2 separate regions of the Mus musculus genome follow, and region 2 is linked to region 1. A link is a contact called in public promoter capture Hi-C data. All regions are on one chromosome and are shown on one strand. Each heading gives the region's core, a stretch centred on a gene start, on an enhancer-like site or on the middle of the called end of the contact. The rest is flanking DNA. Distances are from core to core; before and after follow the strand shown.

Region 1 (5,397 bases), core at 2,657-5,156:
CCCAACCAGTCATCAATGCAGTTCTGTTCCAATTGCAATGGTCTCTGAGTCACTGTAAAGGGATAGACCCGTGGGTCACAATCCCAGAGGTTACGGATATCCTGCATATCAGATATATTTACATTACAACTCCTAACGGTAGCAAAATTAAAGGTATGAAACAGTAACGAAATCTTTTTATGGTCAAGGGTCACCACAACATAAGAAACTGTATTAAAGGTTGGAAGCATTGGGGAGATGAAGAACCACTGGGGGAAAGGGTAAGGGCGGGAAGGGTTATGGGAGTGCACTCTCTCTGCACAGCCCTGGGGAAGTCTTCATCACTGCTGGGTGCAGACCATTCACTGTGGCTGCATTAGGTCCCACTACTCCTTCCTGTAGCCCCTTACCCATTGTCCCCAAATAAGCCTAACGAACTCACTGGTCCCCAGAGAGAACTAGTATGTATAATTGTACCATGAGCTAGGAGAAGGGGTGTGTTTTGTTTACATCTTCCCAGGGAAAGCATTTTAGCAACACATATACAACTCTACTGCTGATGCAGAAGCCCCTCCCTAGAAGACCCAGCCCCCATCCATCTGAAAGATGTCACCCACCGCCAAGATGTTTCAAGTTTTGTCTTCTGGAATGAGGCCACAGCACACACCAGTTTAACAAAGGGACTTTTTTTTTTCACGTTTTAATATTCAGGCTCGAGTAAAACAACTTGAAGTGACAGGCAGTAAAACACAACTCAGCGAGTGCACAATTGACAAACACAGTTTTAACATCTCAACAGGCCTAAAGTGTGTCTTAGGGTCAGAAAGTTCACCCTGAATTATCTCTACAGCGTTTTATTTATTTATTCATTTATTTATTTAACCAAGCAGAACTATCTCTTAGAGCTGATGTGTCTTAAAGGCACCTTCAGGTTCTTTTAGTTTTGATGATGCGTCATTTACTTTTCTGTAACCAGAACCTGCGGACCAGTGAGGGGCTTTCCCACGGACTGTAAAACTCTCTACGTGCTCCTGAACATCAGTGCTCCCCAAATTTCTGGCCTGACTTGAAGAGTCTGGACGATTCTCTTGCCCTCTGGATAGGGGCCGAGGACAGAGCTGCCATGAGCCCCCCCCCCCGCGGGGGGGGAGGGTTTGCTGACCTAATTGAACAGTTTGTTAAGCAATGAGGGAAATGCCACTGGGAGCTTCTCACTCCTGAATGCTAACACAGTGCAGAGCCCTCACAGCCAAAGGCAGGGTGGTTTTATTGTGGCATTTTACGTCAGAACTTTTCTCAGTCCAGAAAGGTAGCAGAGGAGCCCAACACTGTTCTTGGAATTTTTAAAAGGCAGAAGTTTCAAGTATCAAAACCTAATGGGTTCAAGGGTAAAATGCATCTCCGGCCATGACGGTTTAACGAGCACCACGCTCGCCACGAGTGTCACCAAGTCAATCTGTCACAGGACATCCACCGTCTCAAAAGCAAAAGTCACATCTTGCAGGTCTTGTCCACCACAGTTCTAGCACCTGCTGTCGGAGAGACCAGAGTTCAGCACCAAAAATATTTGCAAGCCTCTTCATGGGGGCTTTAAACAGCAGGCGCACCCTGCAGGGACCAGTGAGTGGTCTGGAGATTTTGGTTGTTGTTTGGTTTTTTTTAAAGTATAACATTTTAAAACTGGGAATTAAGCCCGTAAAAAAATGTTAGCAACTTTCCTAACCGAAGGCACAAAGAATGAAGTGGTATCTGTTAAACCTGACATAACAAATTTAAAACACATTAGGAGAATAAAAATCCACGAGCTGTTTTTCCTCCAGTACCTTGGCTAATTCTGAGAACCACCCAGGTTCATTTGGAAGCTGACTTCTAAAATATGAATCCTGGAATCTTTCCATACTTAGAAATAAAAATGTTGCTTCTTTCGTGGAAAAAGGTCCCCGGGAAGGACATGCCTGCCTGAATCCCTGTGGCCACTTGAAAACGTAAAATACTTAAGGCAAGATCTTTTTAAAGGCTCAGGTAGTTTCAAAATATATATATATTTATATATGCCCTGCTAACAAGCAGACCCAGAACCAGACCAGTAGAAGACAAATGTGTGAACAGGCAGTCCCTGAAGAGAAAGGGCTATCTGGGCTAAGTTGCATGGTTGGAAGCTTTTCTGTCCACTCCTCCCCAGCTGTTGATGTGGGAGGCATCGCCTAACCAGGGCAGCCTCGAAGCCCAGAAATGGTTGTGTGATGACAGATGAGCTGCAAGTTCCTTCGCTATTAATAGTTTCTACTGTTGGAAGGCTACAGACATTGGCAAGCAAACATGGTCTCAGATTTTCACCGTCCCAGGGCAGAAATGCCTCGAGGGACCATAATGCAGGCCACACTGTGTATCTGTACAATTATTACGGTGGGTGAAAACAGATAGCAGGCCTCCTCTAAGCTGATTAGAGTATTCCTGAGAAAGCATTCTCCATGGGTGGAAGTCTAACTTCACAATAATAAATAACAGCTACTTATATTCAGACACATAGAGGAGACATGCAAAAGGCCTTTCTTGCAAAACACTGACCTGGGTCCTACTGAAATTAAGGACCACAATCCCGTGCATCTGCCCCCCCCCCCAACAACGTGTTACACAGGCTGACCGCCAGGCTCTCAAGAGAATTCACTACAAGACAGGCCAGGCTACCGCCGCAGGGCTTCACAGTGAAAAATTAGGCCAGACCACTAGGAAGGAAGGCTGGGATGGGAGATGGCCGCTCAGAGAGCTGCACTGGTGGGGAAGTGTCTGCAGGTCTGCAGAGATGGAAGCTCCTGGTTCACAGCCCGCAGCTCAGATGAAGTGAATCCAGCTCTCCTCGCACTCCCCGCGTGGCATGTGCAAGGCATGACTGCGACAAGTAAGGCTATAGTCGCGACCATCATTGTTGTCCCAGTACTCAGCACCAGCTACGCCATAGCGCAGTGCGAAGTGTACCTGGGAGCCGAGCTCCAGCAGGAAGGGAGGCACTGGAAAGCCGAAGGCGAAGATGTCCTCGGTACCTTCAGCACCTGCAGGTCCTCTCCAGCGCGCCACTGCCTCATGCGCACTGCGCCAGCCAGAGAAGGTGTAGCGCACCGTCACCTGCTTCTCGAAGGCCACGTTGCGCACGCGCACTGTGCCGCTGATGCCCAGGTCAGAGCAGGTGACACGTTCCAGGCACACAAGCTGGCGTGCCAGGCGTTCTCCGAAGCCTGGGGTTTCGATGGGCGGCGAGAAGTCGGGAACCAGGCACTGCAGCGTGAACTCCAGATCCTGGCTGCTGCAGCACAGGTCTGAGTTGATGGCTAGGCGCGACAACACGTGCAGCGGCACGGACGGATCGTCGCCTGCGTTAAACACCTTGACCTGCGCCAGCTCCAGGCCCAGCGCGTCAGCGAAGCGCACCCGGACCTGCCGGTTGCAGCCAGCTCCGCACGCGGCGCCCGGGGCTCCCGCAGCCTTGGCACGGCGCTCGGGGGAGGTGGGCAGCGAGCGCGAGCGTCGTTGGATGATGGGCCGCAGCCGAGGGTCGCAGCCCGGGGGTCTGCAGGGTCGTCGATCCATGTCCGAGAGGCAGCTGAGGCTCCGGGGCACGAGTTTCCGGGACCCCGGGGTCGAGGGCAGCGGGGCAGAACCAGAGCCTTTTGACATGGCCCAGCTGGGCGGGCGTCACCGCCGAGCCACTAGGCTTTAGGGCTTGACAGCCTCTGGAAGCCCCGAGGCACCGCACCCAACACGGAGACTGTGTTCGCGGCCTGGCCCTGGTCTCAGCGGCGGGCAGCCTCGAGCAGCGGGTGGCGCTATCCAAGGCGGCTTCCCGGGGCGTAGCGCCCTGCACGGTGTCGGCCGCTTCTCTCCTTCCTCTGAGCTCTTACGGGAAGGCCAGCAACCCCGCCGCCCAGACGCTCAGCCGCCCGCAACTTCTCCAAGCGCAACTTCCCGGCGCGCCCCCGGCGCGCCCCGCCCCTCGTGACGCCGCCCGCCGGTGCGTCCAGCCAGCGCGCCCGGCTGCCCCGCGTTCGCCCGGCTGCCCCGCGCAGCCCCACGCTGTCGGAACCGCGCGGCCCGCGACCACCCCAGCCCCCACCCTTCCGCCGCAGCGCAGCCGCCGCCCCCGGGAACCTCGTCACGTGTGTTCAGGCTGCGGAGCAGGTCTGCTGGGTTTCCTTGGTGCGTGTGCCTGCGCACTGCACCCATCCATCAGCGATGGTGTCTACAGCAGTCTAGGACGTGCTGGGTGCCAGCTGCGGGTGGGGGCGGGACAGAGCCCAGCCAAGGTTGGCCTGGCGCGAGCTGGCCCTGGGACTGTGGTGAGCGGCCAGCCAGCCAGCTCTGGCCACCTTTCTCCAGCAACCTGGATCAGTGGCCAGACCCAGAAAAGGTTGCTTCTGCGGGAAGCATCTTGCCCACACCTCCCCACCATGCTGTGCCTCCCCATTGGCCAGGAAGCCAGTTCCCTGGGGAGGTGCGGGGGGGGGGGAGGGGGGCGGGGGAAGATGCTGCTTCCCTTAGCTGGGCTTGCAGCCAGAGAGGAAGACTGGGAAAGGGGCTAATGCCCATGATGGATTGTGCAGCTGCCCTCTGGCTCTTGAGGAGCGTTTTGTAGCCAGAATCTCTTGAGCTTTAGTTTTGCTGCTATGCAAGCTGAAGCCATGTGCTCCACCCCCTCTCTGCCTTACCCACTCATGCATCCTGATTGCACAGCAGGTTTTTATTTCTCTGAAGAACTTCACATACACACACACACACACACACGACTATGTGTCAAGTGTGTCAGGTAGATGAGGAGCCAGGATGGCACTGCGCCTGGGTCAGACATGCTGTCATGGTTGGTTTCCCACTTAACAGCAGAAAGATCAGGGTAAGGAAGGAGGGTGGGCCAAGAATGTTTTCTCCATCTAAGTGGAATCAAGCCTGTTAGTTGTGGGGTAATTGACCATAAAAGGGCCTGTTATGATTTTTGTTATCTGTACATGCACACCTAAAAGTCTTACATAATTATGGTGGGAAAGCCCAGGGTTGGTTGAGAAAATTTCCCATGATCCCATCTATTTTCCATTTGACAGAGGCTGGGGAATTATGGGAGAAAAATGTTCGGTTTCCAGGTATGCTTTTTTCAACAGGCCCCTCCTAACGGGAACTATGACCACCTTTGGTCTGGGAACCTGCACTTCCTACTGAAACAGCATCTAACACATCATGGGTGTTAGTATACTGATGATCTTTGAAATTTTTTTAAAAATACACATGTGAGTGCAGGTGTTCTGGGAGGCCTGGGGAGGGTGCTGGCCTGGAACTGGAATTACAGATCCTAGTGAACCACCCACATAGTGCTGGAAGCTAAACTGGGGTCCTCTGGAGGATCAGTAGCTCTTGACTCTTGAGCCATCTCTCCAG
Region 2 (5,843 bases), core at 362-2,861, 1.4 Mb after region 1:
CACCAGAGGTCTGAACTGAGGTCCTTGTGCGTGTTTGGAAAACACTTTACCCACTGAGCCATCTCCCGTGCTGCGATCCACCATGTCTATGCATAGGCTCCTCCCAACCCTCCTCCACACACAAAGCCTGAGATGCGCCACGTTCCGGCTTCCCATCATGTCCAGGCTGCTTCCTCAGGGCTTTGCTTATCAGACCCTGCTGGTCTCTCCCTCCCATGCTCACTTTCTCCTGTTCTGACGCTGTGTGCCTGACATCTAAGATGCATCCACGCGCCCCTGAGTCCACTGAGTAGTCACTCTCTGACAGTGTATGTAGCACACACACCTGGCTGGACACCTGACCAGTGCTGCCTACTCTCAGCTGCACACAGTGTGAATGCTAGGACGGGGAAGTGGGTTAGAAGGTGGATGTTAGAGAGCTGTGGCTGCCCCAACAATCTCCCTGCTTGTCATAGGAGCTGGTGAGGACATGCTGAGCCCTCCATTACCAGAACTTCAGTGACCACTGTAACCCAGGCATTCACAGCTTACAGCGCATGGCCACATGGAGAGGCTGCTGTCCTTCTGCCCCAGCAGTCTGAGGACAGCCTTCCAGGTCCAAATTCTACAAAGCAGGAAATTGCTATGTGGGTCCTTCATGGGCTTAGGCCTGAGCCTTGGGACTAGAACAAAAGGAAGGAGCATGCAAGTGTTCCCCACCCCCACCCCACTCCGACCCCACGCCTGCACAGCTCCATCCCTGACAGGAGACCTCTAATGATTCAACTCAGCAGTGTACTCATCTGCCTGTTATTCTTCCAGCCTGGCCCCGTGAGGCTGCTAAAGATGGCCACGGTGCTGCACTCGGATGTCCCCTAACACCTGTGTCCAGTGAACGCTCCTGTCTTTCCAGTCACACAGCTTCGTCCTTCCCTGAGGTCTGCATCTTGCACTTGCCCTTACCTGGAAGGGTTCTGCCCACATCTGCTAGACCCTCTGGTGTAGCATCTGTACCAGGCAGGGAGGGGTCCAGGTTAGCAGGCACAAAGGACCACAAGAGGCCTAGAAACTACGCCTTCAGGAAAAAGATTCGGACTGACAGTGAATAAGCTCTACAGCCCAGGTTTCAGGTGTGTTTGTGGCCCATCACTCATGCCTCCCAGGGAACGTTTCGAATGCATTTGCATGCTGTAGCCTCCCTTGGTTCTGTGATTTATCATGTCTCCCCCAAATACATCATTAAGATGATCATATGCATTTAGGAAGGCGGCCAGGCTGAAGCCCAGCACTCCCTTCACAGTGCCAGCCCCCAGCGCTGTTTTGCTGTGATTTAGTGCCGTGTGCATCCGTGGGGAGAAAGCATCACTTTAAGAACCACGTGGGGTTCCCTCCCTCCGCTGCTGATTCGTATAATTTATATGAAGGCTCTGAGCCCCCCACCGAGCCGGGATGACTCGTGATACACATAATTACAAACCCTTCTTCCAGCATCGTGTGCTACGTGAAGACATTTTGAAAAGAGCTATTTTGGTTATGTTGATGAAATGCATAATCTCTGGGGAGCCGGCCAGGTAGCCGTTAGCCTGTGGCTCGCAGTATCCACCCAACCAATGGGAGCTGTGAAAGGACATGGGTGGGCGGGGCCAACAATTTTGACTGACTTTGAACAGGGTGGAGACCAGCGTTTGGAGTAAGGTATGCTACAGCCTTCAGAAAAAGACTTTGAATCAGGCCCCTGCCTCCTCCACTGACTAATAAACTGTCCCGGGGACAGCTTGAGATGGCCAGGATATGAAGGAAGGGCCCTCCTCTCCTAGGATCATGTTCTGTTTGGGGAAGTTAGTCACCTATGGGAGGAAGTCTGTAATAATCCTTAAAAATTCCACAGTGTTTGTGAGTCTGGGGATACGGCTCAGGGGGCAGTTCTCACCCAGCATGCCTGATCTTCGGTGTCACATCAAGTCAGGCGTGGTGGCACATGCCTGTAATTCCAGCACTCGGGAAGTAAAAAGGAGAAGATCTAAAGTTCAAAGTTACCCTCGTCTACTTGAGACCCGTCTGGGCTACATGAGACTCTGACTCAAAAAAAACAGTGGGGGCAGAGGAGACGACTCAGTGGTTAAGAGCACCAGCTGTTACTCAGCTCTTCCGAGGTTCAATCCCAGCATCCACACAGTGACTTGGAGCCGGCTGTAATTCCAGTTCCAGGGAATCTGATGCCCTCTTCTGATATCCATGGGCACCCGGCAAACACATGGAACATATTCATGCATAAAAGCAAAACATCCTTGCATATAAGATAAAAAAATTAAATATTAATTAAAAATAAAACCTTTTTTGTATCCCAGGCTCATCTGAACATATTCTCCAGTTTTAGGATGGGGGGACGGGGTGTACGAAGAGCAGTGGCAAACAGAGAAAAAGATGACGCAGTGCAGGTTGGTCCATTCCCCTCACCAGCCCCCACTCCCTGCTGTGTCCAGGGGCAGCCTTGGCAGGTGTCTATGCCAGGACAGGCTATGGGGAACAGGTTCAATCCCATAGATGAGACAGGCACAGGAAGCAAATGTCATTTCTGCTCCTTGACCCTGAGGTTTGACCCTCCCTGCGCTTCAGGTCTGTTCAGGATAATGAGGTGACCTTGCTATGTAGGGAAGGGAAGCCCACAATTGTAACATACCCTCTCAACACCATCTTTAGGGCTCTCCGTGCCCACACTCTGACACTATCCTCACTAAACTTAAACACCCAGCCCCAGGAAGCATTGTCCGGCTTTCTGACCCCAACAGGGGCCTCGAACAATGGAATCCACCATGCCCTTCCATGTCTCAGGCTCATTCGCAGGAAGCAGGTATCTGTTTTCTTCTGTCCTCAGACACCATCAGCCCATGGCTGAGGCCATATCTGTCAGTGTCTTTCTGTGTCTCAGCTCACTGAGCGACTCTAGTGTCTACATTCTGGCTGTTCTGAATGACACCATTGCGATGTACCTGTGTGTAGCCTCTTATAGCTAAGTGCAGGGCTGGGGAGATGGCTTGGTCAGGAATGTGCTTGCTAAGCTACCATGAGGACCTGAGTCCAGATCCGTACCACCCAGGTAAAACCTGCCAAGCACTGCATTTCATCCTTGTAATCCCAGAGCTCGAGACTGGAGACGGGTAGATCCCTGGTGCTCTCTGGGCAGCCAGCCTAAACTAATCACCAAATTCCATGTCTTATTGAGAGATCTTGTCTCAAAAAAAATAAGGTGAGACTCCCCCAAGAAATGACAGGTTGACCTCTGGCTTCCATGTGTACACACACACATGCAGCACATACACACAGACAGTGCATCTGGGCACATGTGGGTTGTGACTGTCAGCTTGGACAGTGTAAAACCAGGTCAGGAATGGCTGAGAGGGTTGTTTAAAATTATGATGTAAGAGTGCGTAGGGCATGCCCCCGCCCACAGTAAGCGCTCACTGTGGAGACAAAATGGGGTTGATGCTGACATGGTGCTGATGTGGGACTGGGGCTGAGCTGGGGGGGGAGTGCTGAGCTGGAGGGGGACTGACTTGGGACAGGGAGTGAACTGAAAGGGGACTGACTCGGGGTTGGGGCTGACCTGGGGCAGGGGCTGACCGGGGCAGGAGCAGATATGGGCTCCATTGTGGACTGATGCTAATACAGGGCACGTACTGGGCTGGGATAGCCTGGCCTGGGTGGAGTTTGGCCACTGTAGCATCCACTACAGTAATAGATGAAACCATGCTGTAGGGATCAGTTTGTAACACAGTAAACAACAGCTCTCTTGAGTTCTCAGAGCCCTGTCCCGCCCCAACCCTGCGCCTGCGTACACTGCTGTGCTTTACCTGGTAAAGTCCTCTTCACTGAGCTAAGCTTGAGTTCACCTAAGAGATGCTGGCAAAATGCTGGCCCCTGTGCAGATGAGGAAGACATGAACTCAACGACACATGATGTCCTTAGAGCGAGAAGATGGCCTACTGGTGGCTGCTTTTCAATATGTAATATTCCTTAGGTTTTTTTTAATGCATAAAAATTAATTAAGATGGTTTCGCCCTCGCTTCACTCATCGTGGCCCTGCGTTTGGTTATCAATGATTTGCTTATTTGATGCTTCTGCGCTGTCGGCGCCTGCACCCTGGTACTGGTCCAGTAGCCGGAAATGTCGTTGCCTGTGAGCTGTTTTTAGCACAGCACTCACCCTGCCATGTTCACTGTGACAACGGACTCTATGGTGGCAACAGTGGGGATAGACAGTCTCATAGGACAGGAGGGCGGGCGCCATGTTCATACGGTAAGAATAACTACCGTGCGCTAAGATGAAACCTGAAGGTGAGAGAAGTGGCTGATACAGCTGTCGCTCCCAGGACTGTCACCAGCACAATCTCCAAAGTATTCAGTGGTGCTTCCTAAGTGCACAGCACCAAGCAGAGACTACTGGGCTGGGCTCCAGCCTCAGTAAACACATCTCTTAGAAAGACCCAGAGGTTATCTTCCCCAAAGCCCCTTCCCTCCCCATCCATGGAGGGTTACACTAGAGCCCTTCTGGCTTCACTGAGCTCAAGGCCAGAGATCCATTTCCATCAAGTGTGACCCGCCAGAGGCCACTGAGTTTGTCAGAGTGGTCAACTGCCTCGTTGCTTCCCCTGACTGATGAGGTCAGCCTGGCTTGGGTCAGACCTCAGACACAGAAAAAGCCCTTCACCTCTTCCCCGTCGGTTTTGAAAACAAATCCGCCAAAGCAGGTTAAGGGTCACACATCGTCTGCCCACCAATCTCCAGCCAGTCTCGGGAGAGGGCTAGTGAGAGTCACGGCTCCTCGGAAAAGTGGCAGAGACCTTGCAGGCTTACAGAGACTTACCACACGGAAAAGCTTTGTAGTTTTGGAGGTTGCAGGGGTACAGGCAGGGGACACAGGAAAGGCCAAAGGTCAGCATGGCTCTGTGGGCCACTGCTGAGGAATCCTCTCTCTCCCAGCTGGAGAAAGCTGATCTTTCTGTCTTACTCAGGCTTTGGGTGATAGGGTGAAGCACACTCCATCAACACGCATGCCCTTCCCCACATGGGAAGGGCAGTGACTACACAATGTTCATAGGGGCTCCACAGAAAGACCAGAACAGTGTTGGGCCATGTGCCCGAGAACCTGTGGCCCAACCAGGCTGAGGGCAGAAACTATCCCTGGAGGAAGCCGAGTCCCAGGCCTCCGGAAACCTGGTCCAGTGGCCCACATCAAGCCATCCATCCTCTTTCTAGGTGGTTGACACTCTGATTGTGACAGTATTTCCCAGCACTGGGGTACACACCAAAGCTTGGTGGGGTCCTGTCAAATATCACCCTGGGCTGACTTGATCACAGCACAGAGTCCACAGTGAATACTGGGGAGTCCTGGTTCTGACTGGTTGCCTGTGACAGGCCCATTCCTCCAAGTTCAGCATAAGCAGGAGAGCCAAGAATGTTAGAAAGCGCTGCGACCAGCTGGCGAGCAGCAGAAATAGAAACCCAGGCATGGGAGAGACCCATTGTTAATGCAGAAGGGGATTGGGTCACAGGGGTCTGTGCACCATCTGACAGGCCATCAGGAGAAGAAGTGCCAGAAGCCAGAGCTGTCTGTAGAGAGAAAGGGTGTCCCCAGGGCAGCCTGTCCATCTGCCTGAGTGAGCCAGGGAGACAGGCCACCATGCTGGGGCAAACTGGGCAGGAGGTCAGGCAGTGCCTGCCAAGGACCCTGCAGTCTGTAGTTGTCAGATGCGCGGAGCACATTCTCTCGGTCCTGTCTGAGGCTGGGATCCATCACAAGCTGGAGATGTCCAAGCCATTTCTCCAAGCCTGACCTGGAGTTCAGACCTGAGATCTCAGAGTTTG

The links. Promoter capture Hi-C pulls out the DNA fragments that hold promoters and counts their contacts.
Region 2: a contact with region 1 is called in a promoter capture Hi-C map of trophoblast stem cells, with 10 times the contacts expected there. The contact joins the enhancer-like site here to the promoter of Ppp1r3d in region 1. A contact is called at or near these places in 7 of 39 promoter capture datasets (the C10 cell line, cranial neural crest, embryonic stem cells and 4 more), 1 of 115 datasets of contacts at active chromatin or transcription factors (embryonic forebrain) and 1 of 9 other capture datasets (embryonic stem cells).

The regions. Positions count from the first base shown.
Region 1 is chr2:178,410,557-178,415,953 of GRCm38.p6, forward strand. It overlaps Ppp1r3d (protein phosphatase 1, regulatory subunit 3D), which reads right to left and starts at 3,907. Exons shown (of 1, transcript NM_001085501.2): 1 at 650-3,907. The coding sequence starts at 3,651. The coding sequence ends at 2,812. Fam217b (family with sequence similarity 217, member B) reads left to right here and starts at 3,978. Exons shown (of 4, transcript NM_001081289.1): 1 at 3,978-4,152.
Region 2 is chr2:179,823,555-179,829,397 of GRCm38.p6, forward strand. All of the region lies in intron 4 of Cdh4 (cadherin 4), which reads left to right. Among named protein-coding and RNA genes, the nearest start is that of Gm36066, 23 kb to the left of the region's middle. Within about 2 kb of position 1,612, at least 36 of the 459 cell types and tissues checked have an H3K27ac peak or open chromatin away from gene starts, as enhancers often do. A contact at or near this core is called in trophoblast stem cells, where this site is marked.